Linked DNA regions of Mus musculus: region 2 is linked to region 1. The links are chromatin contacts, called in public HiChIP or PLAC-seq maps. All regions are on one chromosome and are shown on one strand. The core of a region is the stretch at or near the end of the contact, and the rest is flanking DNA. Distances in the headings are between cores, read along the strand shown.

Evidence for each region. HiChIP or PLAC-seq counts read pairs in DNA pulled down with a chosen protein or histone mark.
Region 2: a contact with region 1 is called in an H3K4me3 HiChIP or PLAC-seq map of neural progenitor cells, with 17 times the contacts expected there. The contact joins the enhancer-like site here to the promoter of Ppp3ca in region 1. A contact is called at or near these places in 3 of 39 promoter capture datasets (the 3T3-L1 cell line and hippocampal neurons) and 5 of 115 datasets of contacts at active chromatin or transcription factors (astrocytes, embryonic forebrain, embryonic hindbrain and 2 more).

The regions. Positions count from the first base shown.
Region 1 is chr3:136,666,720-136,672,107 of GRCm38.p6, forward strand. It overlaps Ppp3ca (protein phosphatase 3, catalytic subunit, alpha isoform), which reads left to right and starts at 3,347. Exons shown (of 14, transcript NM_008913.5): 1 at 3,347-4,182. The coding sequence starts at 4,125.
Region 2 is chr3:137,682,182-137,687,825 of GRCm38.p6, forward strand. No RefSeq gene overlaps it. Among named protein-coding and RNA genes, the nearest start is that of Gm25080, 31 kb to the right of the region's middle. Within about 2 kb of position 1,475, at least 79 of the 459 cell types and tissues checked have an H3K27ac peak or open chromatin away from gene starts, as enhancers often do. A contact at or near this core is called in embryonic forebrain, hippocampal neurons, neural progenitor cells and 1 more, where this site is marked.

The DNA of each region.
Region 1 (5,388 bases), core at 2,097-4,596:
GAACCTGTAAGACAGCCCCGATTAAATATTGTCCATTTGAAAGTTGCCTTGGTCATGGTGTCTGTGCACAGCAGTAAAACCCTAACTAAGACACTCCATCAATCTTCCAGTACATAACTCTTTGTGGGAGCAGCGCCTTACACATTGATCCTTGCAAGGATAACTTATCTGTAAGACCTATGCATCAAGACTAAAGGGAATTATCTGACTGAATCCTTTATTCTTCACATTTGTTGAGAAATGAGCCAGTACTTTGCACAGTTGCTCAAAACATAACTGGTACATGAATTGTTTGTTTACAGAAATGAAGATTAGATGTTCATGTATTAAGACAGGTGTGAATGTTTTTAGTCTCTTACATAACACTGAGGTAGCACTTCTGTATCTTAGTACACAGTTTACTTTGGAATAAAATAAGCAATGGCTGTATATTAATTTCCTAATGGATACATCGATAAATCTTAGCGACTAACACAGAAATGACTATTTTTTTTTTATTTAAAGCCTCATGCAGTCTTTCTAAGGAGGTGATCAACAGTTCTTGATGTTGTCATAATAAGACTTGTCGCTATTTGATACTCTGTCTATAGCAGGGTCTTAGAAAGCTCTGTATTCAGCTGAAGAAGCTTACAGATGGAAGGGTGCGTATCATTGCTCCATCACTCTGCTGGCATGTCACAGACAGCTTGGCCCAGATTATCAATACCAAGAACTAATCGCATGGACTCATTATGGTTGGGCTGTGAAAGGGAATTCCAAACAGGAAAGCTGCTTCCTAGAGATAATTAAACAAAGGAAGGAAAAGTGTATTATTTTTTGTAGTGTATGAAATGTTGTCTTTTATGACTTTTTAAAAAATCTTTACTTTCTCTTCATAAGCAAAGGACATTTCCAAAGTCAGCTCCTGAAAACTGAACCTGTCACAGTGAAAATGTGAGTTCCAAATGTAAGCTAATCTTTGTCAGTTTGAATATAGTCAAGAGCTGTTTGGGAACTCTAACAGGATTTAAGGAGAAAAGGAAAGGGACAGCTATAGCAGAGAGCTGGCCATTGGAAGGGATGACTGGCTATCTGGTTGACTAGGCCGGGTGTCTGGACCTAGCTATTCCTTGGTTGGCATTGTCCTGTATAGTACTTAAGAATCCAACTTTACTTAATATGCATCTACATTACAGTGCTTAGGGAAACACACGCGCGCACACACACACACACACACTAAAAGTATTTGATGATAGAAAGATGTGCTGTGCAAAGTGATTACTATTTGTCACCCCCTCCCCCCCCCCACACACACCTTATGTGGACTTGGGATGGACTGAAGGGTGTTTCTGAAAGGTCTACCTTTAGTTCCTATTTCTATTATCAAACTTTTCAATGTGTTTGATAATTTCAGCCCCTGATCCTAGCTCAAGGATGCCTTTCCTATGCCCAGGGGAGAGCTACTCTAAATAACAGTTGCATCTGTGAGCAGCGTGGGGGTGAGGGAGTCTTGGCTTTCAAAGTGAGGATCCCCAGATAAGGTTTCCTGGTCTTTCCTGAAGCAGGCCCTGCTCACCCACAGGTCTTGGCGTCCTTCCCTCTCTTCCAGCCATCTGGCCAGGGACCAGCTTCCCAAATCTGCCTTGGCAACTAGCTCTGCTCTAGCCCAGGAGGCTGTTTGCAACAACCCCTAACTGAGGAGATTACAGAGTCCTCTTGTAGATAATTTCATGTTCCCTGAAAATTCCACTGGGCTATATAGATCTTATTGAAAGCAAGGACCCTAGAGGTGGCAAATTTAGCAGCAGAAATCTGGCCACGAGGGCAGCCTCCCTTTGCGGATGGGATGTGACCATCCACTCCATCTCTCCTTTTGACTGGCAGGCTAGCCTTCTCACATCCTCTGTCCTAAAATCCTTGAGGCTACCTAGTTGTCATGCCCCAGAGCCACCAATTTGCTATTAAATTTGTATTTTTTTGGACTTGAGTTTCATCTAATCCCTGTGGCCAGATCAGTTCTCCTGGCTCCATCTCCTAGCTTCCTAAACTCCCCCCCCCGCCCCCTCCCAAGACAGTCCTGGCTGTCCTGGGACTCAGTCTGTAGACCAGACTGGCCTGGAACTTACAGAGCTCCTCCTGCCTCTGCCTCCCAGATGCTGGGACTAATGGAGTGTGCCTCCAGCAGCTTCCCACACCTTTTTGTAGGCCCTTTATTAAGCTTACAGTCCAATTCAGGAAATACGAAAACCCTGATACTGAAGGAATTTGAAAATAAAACAGGAAGGACAAGGGTGAGAAATTTATTCAGCTCTCTTCATAATTTCCTTGCTGGTCCTTGGGGTTGTGGTAGGCCAGGGGGAGGGCTGTGCCCAGAAGATATTTTGTTTGTTTGTTTGTTTGTTTTTTCGAGGCAGGGTTTCTCGGTATAGCTCTAGCTGTCCTGGAACTCAGGAGGCAGAAGATATTTTGAAGAGCATTTCATACACGGTCCCTTATTTTCCTTCTTATGAGGGACTTGTGAGAAACTGCAACAAGCCAAGGCCCTACATGCATCTTGATCACTGAGTGACTGACTGGAAGGAACAGGAAGAAATTTAGTGTCACCTATCGCCACCAGTGACTGCTAGCTCCTGTGAACAGGGAAAAGGCGACCTCTCCCGAGTCTTTCTGACTCCTCTTATCTCCTAGGGCATCCAGGGTCACTGAGCACAGCCAGGGTCGCATAGGCTCCAGTCTGTTCCCATCCACCTTGGATAGCTAGCCAGCCAGCCACCGCGTCCCGCAGCGCCCCAAACACACTTTCGTTTCTTCCCGTGAAGTTGTGCACGCGTCCTAACCACCCCACCATCAGTAATCCCCGTCCACCTAGCTCAGGCAGAGCTGCCTCCCCAAGGTAAGCTGTTTACTCGTCGCCTTCCTTGGCGATCCTCCCTGGACAGCTGCGGCAGCGACAGCAGCTGCGCCGCGGCCGGGAGCGTCCGGCGCTCCTCCTTCCTCGGTCTCCGAACTCACTACTGCGGGCCACTCACACACTCGGAGCGGCCGAGACCCACCCGGGAGTGTGTGCAGGACTTCGGGAGTGGGCAGGCGCGGGGGCACGCAGCAGCCCAGCTCCTCCCGGCCCCTACTCCCAGTCCAGCCTCCCTCCTCCCTGCCCACTCCAGTGACACTTGAGCGGTCACAGGGCGGTGGAGGCAGCAGGCCCACGGGACTGACTGGCACCCTGAAGAAAACAGAGCAGGGGGCGGGGCGGTCACCCAGACCACCGCCTTAGCGATGAGGGACGCGCTCTCCAGCCAATGAGCTTGCGAGGTGCAACGTGGGGCGGGCCCTAAGGCGGACCCCGAGGAGGAGGTGGCCAGGGCGCTGGAGGCGGGGGCGGTGAGGAGGAAGGGGAGGAGGCGGAGGCGGGCGCGGTGGTGGCGGCGGCCGGCGCGGCGGCGGAGGCGAGGTTGTGCCCCGGACTGTGTCCACCGAGCTCAGCGGCTGTTGCCTGTGCGTGGAGAAGCAGCGGCGCCGCGAGGCAGAGGAGGATCGCGGACGAGCGCGGCGGCGGGACGTCTACGGCTGCCGCGGCCCCGGCGGCGCCCGGCGACAATCGGCGTGGGGAAGCAGCGGCGGCCGCAGCGGCAGCCGCCTCTCCAGCACCGGGAAGCCGAGGCGCGGCTGGCGGCGCTGACATCCGCGGCCCTGCCTCTCCTCCCTCGCCCCCGGCCCTCCCCATGTGATCGGTCTTAATCCCGACCGTGTGCGCGCGTGGGGGCTCCATTGCGCGGCGCCCGGTGTCGGTGCCGGGGTGGGTGCTCGCGTGTGCTTCTCCTCCCCATCCCCCGCCCCGTCCCCAAGAATAAAAGAAGAACCGGGAGGCGTGCTCAGAAAATAAATAAATAACCAGCACACACGCGCAGCCCGGAGCGAGGCGGCGGGGCTGGCGGCGGCGGAGGAGGAGTGAAGGCGGCGGCGGCGGAGGAGGGACGCGCGGAGCCGGCAGTAACTTTCGAGCCAGCCCAGAGCCCAGAGCTCCAGCCGAGCGGTTTGCAGCGCGGCGGCGGCGGCGCTGAGTGTCTGGCCCGCCGGTGCGGTCGGGGTGTGCAGTCGGACGGGACGAGCAGCGCGTCGCTGTCCCCCCCTCCCGGTGGCTGGAGATGTCCGAGCCCAAGGCGATTGATCCCAAGTTGTCGACGACCGACAGGGTGGTGAAAGGTAAGCGCAGCGCCGCGTCGGCCCGGGGTGCACCGAGTGCCGCAGGCGACTGTCCTCCCCTCCCCCGCCCCGGTCGTCCCTCTCCGGCTAGCGCCGGGGACCTTCTAGGATCTCCTGCAAGAGGCGATCCCTTCCTTCGCCGCGCCCTGCCCCCACACCGCCCACCCGGCCCTAATCGGGGCATTTATTTTTATTTATGTATTTATTTGTTTGTTTTCGTGGACGGGGGGCAGCAGTTGGCAAATGGCTGAGTGGCTGGGAGGCGGTGGCGGGGGTGGCGGTGGCGGGAGGGGGCGCCCGGGGGGGGGGGTGACTGCTGGCAGGGTGTAGCTGCTGTGACAGAAATAGGAAGTGGGTGGCTGCTCGCGGGCTTGCATGGGATCGGGTTTATGGTTTGCTCTTTGTAGAGGGAGGGGAGGTGATTTATGGCTTTTAAAAAATTAATAGGGCATTTTAATGTGGCCATGGCTTGCCGCGGACTGGCTCGCCCCGGCACATTGCTCCAGGCGCTCCATTGCAGCAGTTCCCTGGGCGCCCCCTCCCCCTCCGCGGGAAGGGCCTGCACAGGACTCGCGAGAGAGCGGGAGAGCGTGGGGGGAGCCCAGCTCCGGCTGCCGCGCGCCGCGGGGGCGGGGGGACCGGGGCCGCGTGGGGGCAGCTCCAGGCGGGGGACGACCGGAGCCCCCGCTGCCGCCCCGGGATTTCCCCGCAGGCCTGGAGCGACGCGAGCGGTGGCGATCCTCTGTCGACCTCCCTTGCCACCCACGGCTGACTGCCGCCGACCTGTCATTGCTCTTAAAGGGTTCCCCGCTGGTGCACACCTTTAGGGTGGGAAGCTCACCGTGCTCCCTTCCCCCAAGCTCCTAGCACCCCCTTGGTTACGGGCTATTTGGTTGTCTTTATTGCTAGGGGTGATTTGTATGTGTATAACTGGCAGGGATGGCTCTGGGTTGCTGGCTAGGAGAAGCCAGGGGGATTCGTGGGGTGAGGAAGGGGACAACGTGGTTGCCCTTTCTATCCCCACCATCCTCACTGTATTCCAATGTGGAACGGGGAAGAGGAACTGCAGATTCGAAAGGATTAAGTAGTGACACTTATTCTTGGGGTCAGGGTTCTGAGCAAAGCTGAGATGGGCACTAGCCTGTGCAGAGCGGGCCTCTGAAACTGGAAGGAGTGATGGGGGCGGTGTGTGTGTGTGTGTGTGTG
Region 2 (5,644 bases), core at 225-2,724, 1.0 Mb after region 1:
GACAGGAAGGTCTCATACCATGATGCATAGGTAGAGGGCAGAAAGTAACTTGTGGGAATCAACTCTCTCCCTCCACTGTGTGGGTGTTAGGGATCAAACACAGGGTGCCAGGCTTGACAACAAGTCCCTTACCTGCTGCGACATCTGTCAGCCTTTAGTGCTTACATAGTGGGCGTTATTACTTAGAATAGAATAAAAGTAACACCAGGAAGCTCCCAATAATTTGCAGGTTCTACTCAGGGTTATTGATCAGCTTCTAGAAGTTACTAACTACACATTCTTGCTTATGACTCTTTTTACCTTACTAAAAACCCCCATGAGATTTTATTGTTCTATTTTTAATTAGTTCTTAAAGGTAACTTCTGATGGGTGTGAAAAAACATTGAATACCTAGGTAGTACATAGGTATAGCCAATGCATTCTCTGTTCTATGTCAAAAAGAAAACCAGGTGGAGCTATGAACACATGAGCCAGCCCTGGGTAGTGCACACCTCTAACTTGAGTATGTCAGAATGTGGGGCAATTTGAGACCATTCTGAGCTATGCAGAGAGAGCCTGTCTCAAGAAACAAAACAAACAAAAGAGAAACCACATAGAGTTTGCTCATATCTGAAAACACTGAAAAGATGAAGGCAGTAAATTCATAAAATAAATAAACAATAATTCTCCACTCAAGCCACATATGGCATTATGTAGAAAGCTTTTTGAAAAATTGGATATCTAAACCCCACCTCAAACCAATTAATTCAGAACATCTGGCTTCATAGACTGAGGATTTGAGTGGTTGGTTTTTTTTTTTTTAAACTCCTTGAGTGATTTATCAGTATTGAGTTTGGCTTTACAAAGGGTATAACATCAGATCAATCTAAAAGACCATCAAGTGCTTCCCAGGACATTTAACCTTGAGCAATATGACTTCCCCACATAACTCCCAAGGTTGCTGTTATGAGCCATTTTGGAGGTAATTAATTCTATTATTAAGTGCATACAGGACAGGACAGGACAGTAATTGAAGGACAACAGTCAGAAATTATGAGCTCCCATCCATTTTGACAGTTTTTCCAATTCTCATCTGCTCACCCCTACACATTTGTGACAATACAGCCATATGACATACATCAATGAATAAGAATTATTCTCTGATTTAAGAGCCCCTCTTGAGGTGAACTCTTCATATCCTGACCACAGAGTTCTGAGAACAAATTACACCACATGGTATCCAACTCTAAACCGCTACCCATCAAGACAGCCCCACTTCACTTCACTCTGACCCTCAAAGTAACCTGGAAAAGCTACAGAAGCTTTAGTGAGTGGTGGGGTCGGGACAGTCAGTCTCATTTTTTGAGACCCAAAGAGACTAAGGTTGGGGAATGAACAACAAAAGCCACAAAGTAAGGTACGCAGCTCCTAGCAGATGTATGCAAGTTCTAGCGGTGAAGAGAGTTCCTGTGCAGAAAGCCTTTTGTTCCCCCATTCAGCTGCAGTGATTACCATACTGGCTGCGTATCCATCCGGTTGCCTAGGGAACCTGCTTAGAGGCATGCATGCTCGGGCCTCAATGAATCTTGAAAGGACCCAGGAATCTGTATTTTTAATGAAGACCTTCAGAAAATTCCTTTGCAGCAAGTCTGGGTATCCCCTCACGGAAACATTATTTCAAAAAGCCAAGGCTTACAATTCATCAAGAGGACAGCTGGAATAATTTTAAATGGCATGTCTAATCACCATACAGCTGGAAGGTGAGAGGCTGCCACACTCTAATGACATTGATTACACTCTGGGCTCCTGGCTTTGTTGTTCGTTGTAGCTGGCATCGTCTTATATGCACATTTGCTTGTTTTTTAAGTGTGGTTACTTTCCTTGGATAGAACAAACTTGGACAGAACAAACTCAAATAGTAGGGTTTTTTTTTTCCTATTTTGTTCACTTACGCCTGTCCAGATTTGGACCAGATCGTATACTAGCTAGCAAATAAGAAACATGTGACTGAGTGTATTGATAGTGCGTGACTATTCAGGATGCAACTGAAAGTGCTGATAAATGTATAAACTAAATCTGACCTAGTCCTGCAGAGCAGTTTAGCACTGCACTTTATCTAAGTGCAGGAACAAGAAAAAGAGAGGCCATTTCATCCACCCTACTCAACACAGACTGTCAGAGCCAGAGGAAAAATAGGAGGATGCAAATGAAAGGGAAAAGTCAAATTATCACCATTTACAGATGATACATTTCTGTGTTTAAAAAAAAAATAGATCTGGCAAACACTGTCAGCAAAGTAACAGAAAGCAAAGTCAAAGCTCATCTTTTCCCTCTTGGGGGGTGGGGGGAGTTGGGAGGAGAGGTCCCTTTCACAATTACTTTTTTTAAACACCTAGTTTTAAAAAATAAAATTACAAAACGAAAATGAAAGCCCTGCCATGACTTTGCATCACCAGACTCCAGATGCAAATCCCTTGTGGATTTCCCTCCTTTCCATTGGGAGATCTTTTCTCTCAGTTGATGATTTCATGCAGTTTTCTTTGTCAGTCCTCAGTATTCGTCCCTGTGCTTTTGGAGTCTTACTTTGAAAGGAAGACCTTCCCTGCTCATAAGCTGGCAGACTTAATTCTGTAAAAGTGGCAGTTTTATCAAAAGCAGCCTACATATTCAATGAAATCCTCAGTAAAACTTTAATATTTTTTACAGTAGTAAAAAAGAAATCAAAAATAGGTATGAACGCAAAAAAGACACCACATAGCCATAGCAATCTTAAGTCAAAGGAACAATGCTGAGGGAAACACAGCACCTGACTTCAAACTGAAATTCAGAGCCATAGTGACAAAATAGCACCGTAATGACACAAAACTAGACACCTCAGCCAAAGTCATAGAACAGAGGACCCAGAAGTAAACCTGTGATGCTATGTTTACAACATAGAAGTGCAGAGAGTACATTGTAAAATAAATAATTAAATCAAACAGCTTCTTCTACAAATAGTGCTGGGGAGAGTATATTTCCAATTATACCTTTGACAGAAAATTAGTATCTAGGATCTGTAAGGAACTCAAGAAAACCAGGCAGTTGTGGCCCACGCCCTTAATCCCATCACTTGAAGGCAGAGGCAGGTGGATCTCCATGGGTTTGAGGACAGCTTGGTCTACAGAGCTAGTTCCAGGACAGCCAGAGCTACACAATGAAACACTCTCTCAAAAAGGAAACAAACCCAAAAAAGGAGGAGGGGGAAGAAGAAAAAGAGGAAGGAGGAGAAGGAGGAGGAGGAGAAGGAGGAAAAGGAGGAGGAGGAGGAGAAGGAGGAGAAGGAGGAGAAGGAGAAATTAAATACCAAAACTAAAAAATAAATAAACAACTATTAAAGAAACAATTCTCAAAGAAGAAAACTAAAGGGTTGTGGTGTATTTCTGTTGGGAGAGTGTGTATCTAGCATGCACATTGCCCTGGTTTCATAGCCAGCATAACAAAAAGAAGAAAGAACAACAACAATAAATTATTAACAAACATAAAAAGGAGTGCCCAGGAGCCGGGTGTGGTGGCGCACGCCTTTAATCCCAGCACTCCGGAGGCAGAGGCAGGCGGATTTCTGAGTTCAAGGACAGCCTGGTCTACAAAGTGAGTTCCAGGACAGCCCTGTCTCGAAACAAACAAACAAACAAACAAACAAACAAACAAAAGGAGTGCCCATTATCCTAAGCTATCAGGGAAACACACATGAAAACATCATCTCTCCTGAGTCATGATGGTCATGCAGAGAACCAATGGCAACAAATCTGGAGGAAGATGTGGGGAAAGAGAAAACTTTATCTACTGCTAACGGCAACATGAACAGTCACAGTCTCTGTGAAATCAATACAGATTGTTCTAAGCTACAAAAAACTATTGATCCAGATGTACTACTCTGAGTGTACACGCAGAAGTATGTAAACTGAAAACCATAGAGAAACATACTCAGCCACGTATAACTCTGCACTATTCCCAATAGCCAAGACACAGAGCCAACATACATGCCCATCAGTGAATGAACATGTACAGGACATGTACTGTAGGTATCCAGCAGAACTGGCTTTAGCTGAGAGCAGGAAAATGCGTGAAACTCGATGTCCTCATGTTAAATGAAATAAGCCCGACTCAGAATGTCTTTTCTCCATATGCGAACCGTGCGTACGTGCATGTCTGTGTCTCTGTGTGTGCACATATGTTTATGAATGGAACTAGAATGGTGACTAGGTAGTCTAGAGAGACTGTGGAACAAATAGGAGTACTAGAGAATGAAAGACAAATGTCACTGTTTCTGTTACACACAGAATCTAGCTTTCTATTTTTACATACAAATGTCAAACAGAGCTGGGTGTGCATAATCTTTCTCACCAAGCCATTAGGTTACACAAAGCTTTTGCTTCTATGAAGCCATTCAATGTGGCTCTGGCAATAAATGCTTTATCCCACATAAAAAATAAACCATAGTCATAACAATAGCACCTAGCATTTTTGAATATTCATTGTATTGGGAACTATATTCTTTTTTTATTAGATATTTTCTTTATATACATTTTAAATACTATCCCGAAGGTTCCCTATACCATCCCCCTGCCCTGCTCCCCTATCCACCCACTCCCACTTCTTGGCCCTGGTGTTCCCCTGTACTGGGGCATACAAAGTTTGCAAGACCAAGGGGCCTCTCTTCCCAGTGACAGCCATCTAGGCCATCTTCTGCTACATATGCAGCTAGAGACATGAGCTCTGGGGGTACTGGTTAGTTCATATTGTTGTTCCGCCTATAGGGTTGCAAACCCCTTCAGCTCCTTGTATGCTTTCTCTAGCTCCTCCATTGGGGGCCCTGTATTCCATCCTAAAGATGACTGTGAGCATCCACTTCTATAGCCTCATACGAGACAGCTATACAAGGGTCCCTTCAGCCACCAGAAGAGTGGACTGACTTGTTTAGCCAATAAGGAAGGCAGGACTTTAATGTAAACAATGAATCTAGAGTCACTCTGACTCATAGTTGCAAAATATCAACAGTTTACAACTCAGAACAGCATATATTTGGGGATATTAATATCTTGCACTGGGATGAGCCTTACTGGAGAATTTTGTATAAAAGTTTTTCAAGAACCATCATCAGAATAAGTAAGAAGAGGAGTGTGGTGCAAAGTCCAAATTCTTGGGCATTAAAAATCTAGAAAATATCGATTTTTTTTAGTAATGGATAAAAGATGTATTTTATTGAATAAGTCGAAAGAAAACACAAATAGAAGTTCAAATTATGTCAATGGTATCATCATTTGGGCTGGAATTAGAATATTGCTTACATCGCTCTCCAGGAGCTCCTTACTTCCAGAATAGCCTGCATTATTGTATTAGAAAGTTGAACAAAACATATTCCAAGAATTGTTCTTACAGTAGAAGGACAACCAAAGAAACATAAATCCATGTGCAGTGATAATGTAAGGCTTCCGGCATAACTTCCCATCTACCAGTCCCTAGTGGTTCACAGTGCTCAGCAGTAAAAACACAACACTGACGTTTGTCAGAGGTAAAGAACTTAAAAAGAGATACCTCCATGTGTGCATATACATGATATTTTATATATATATATATATATATATATATATATATATATATATATATATATATATATATATAATAC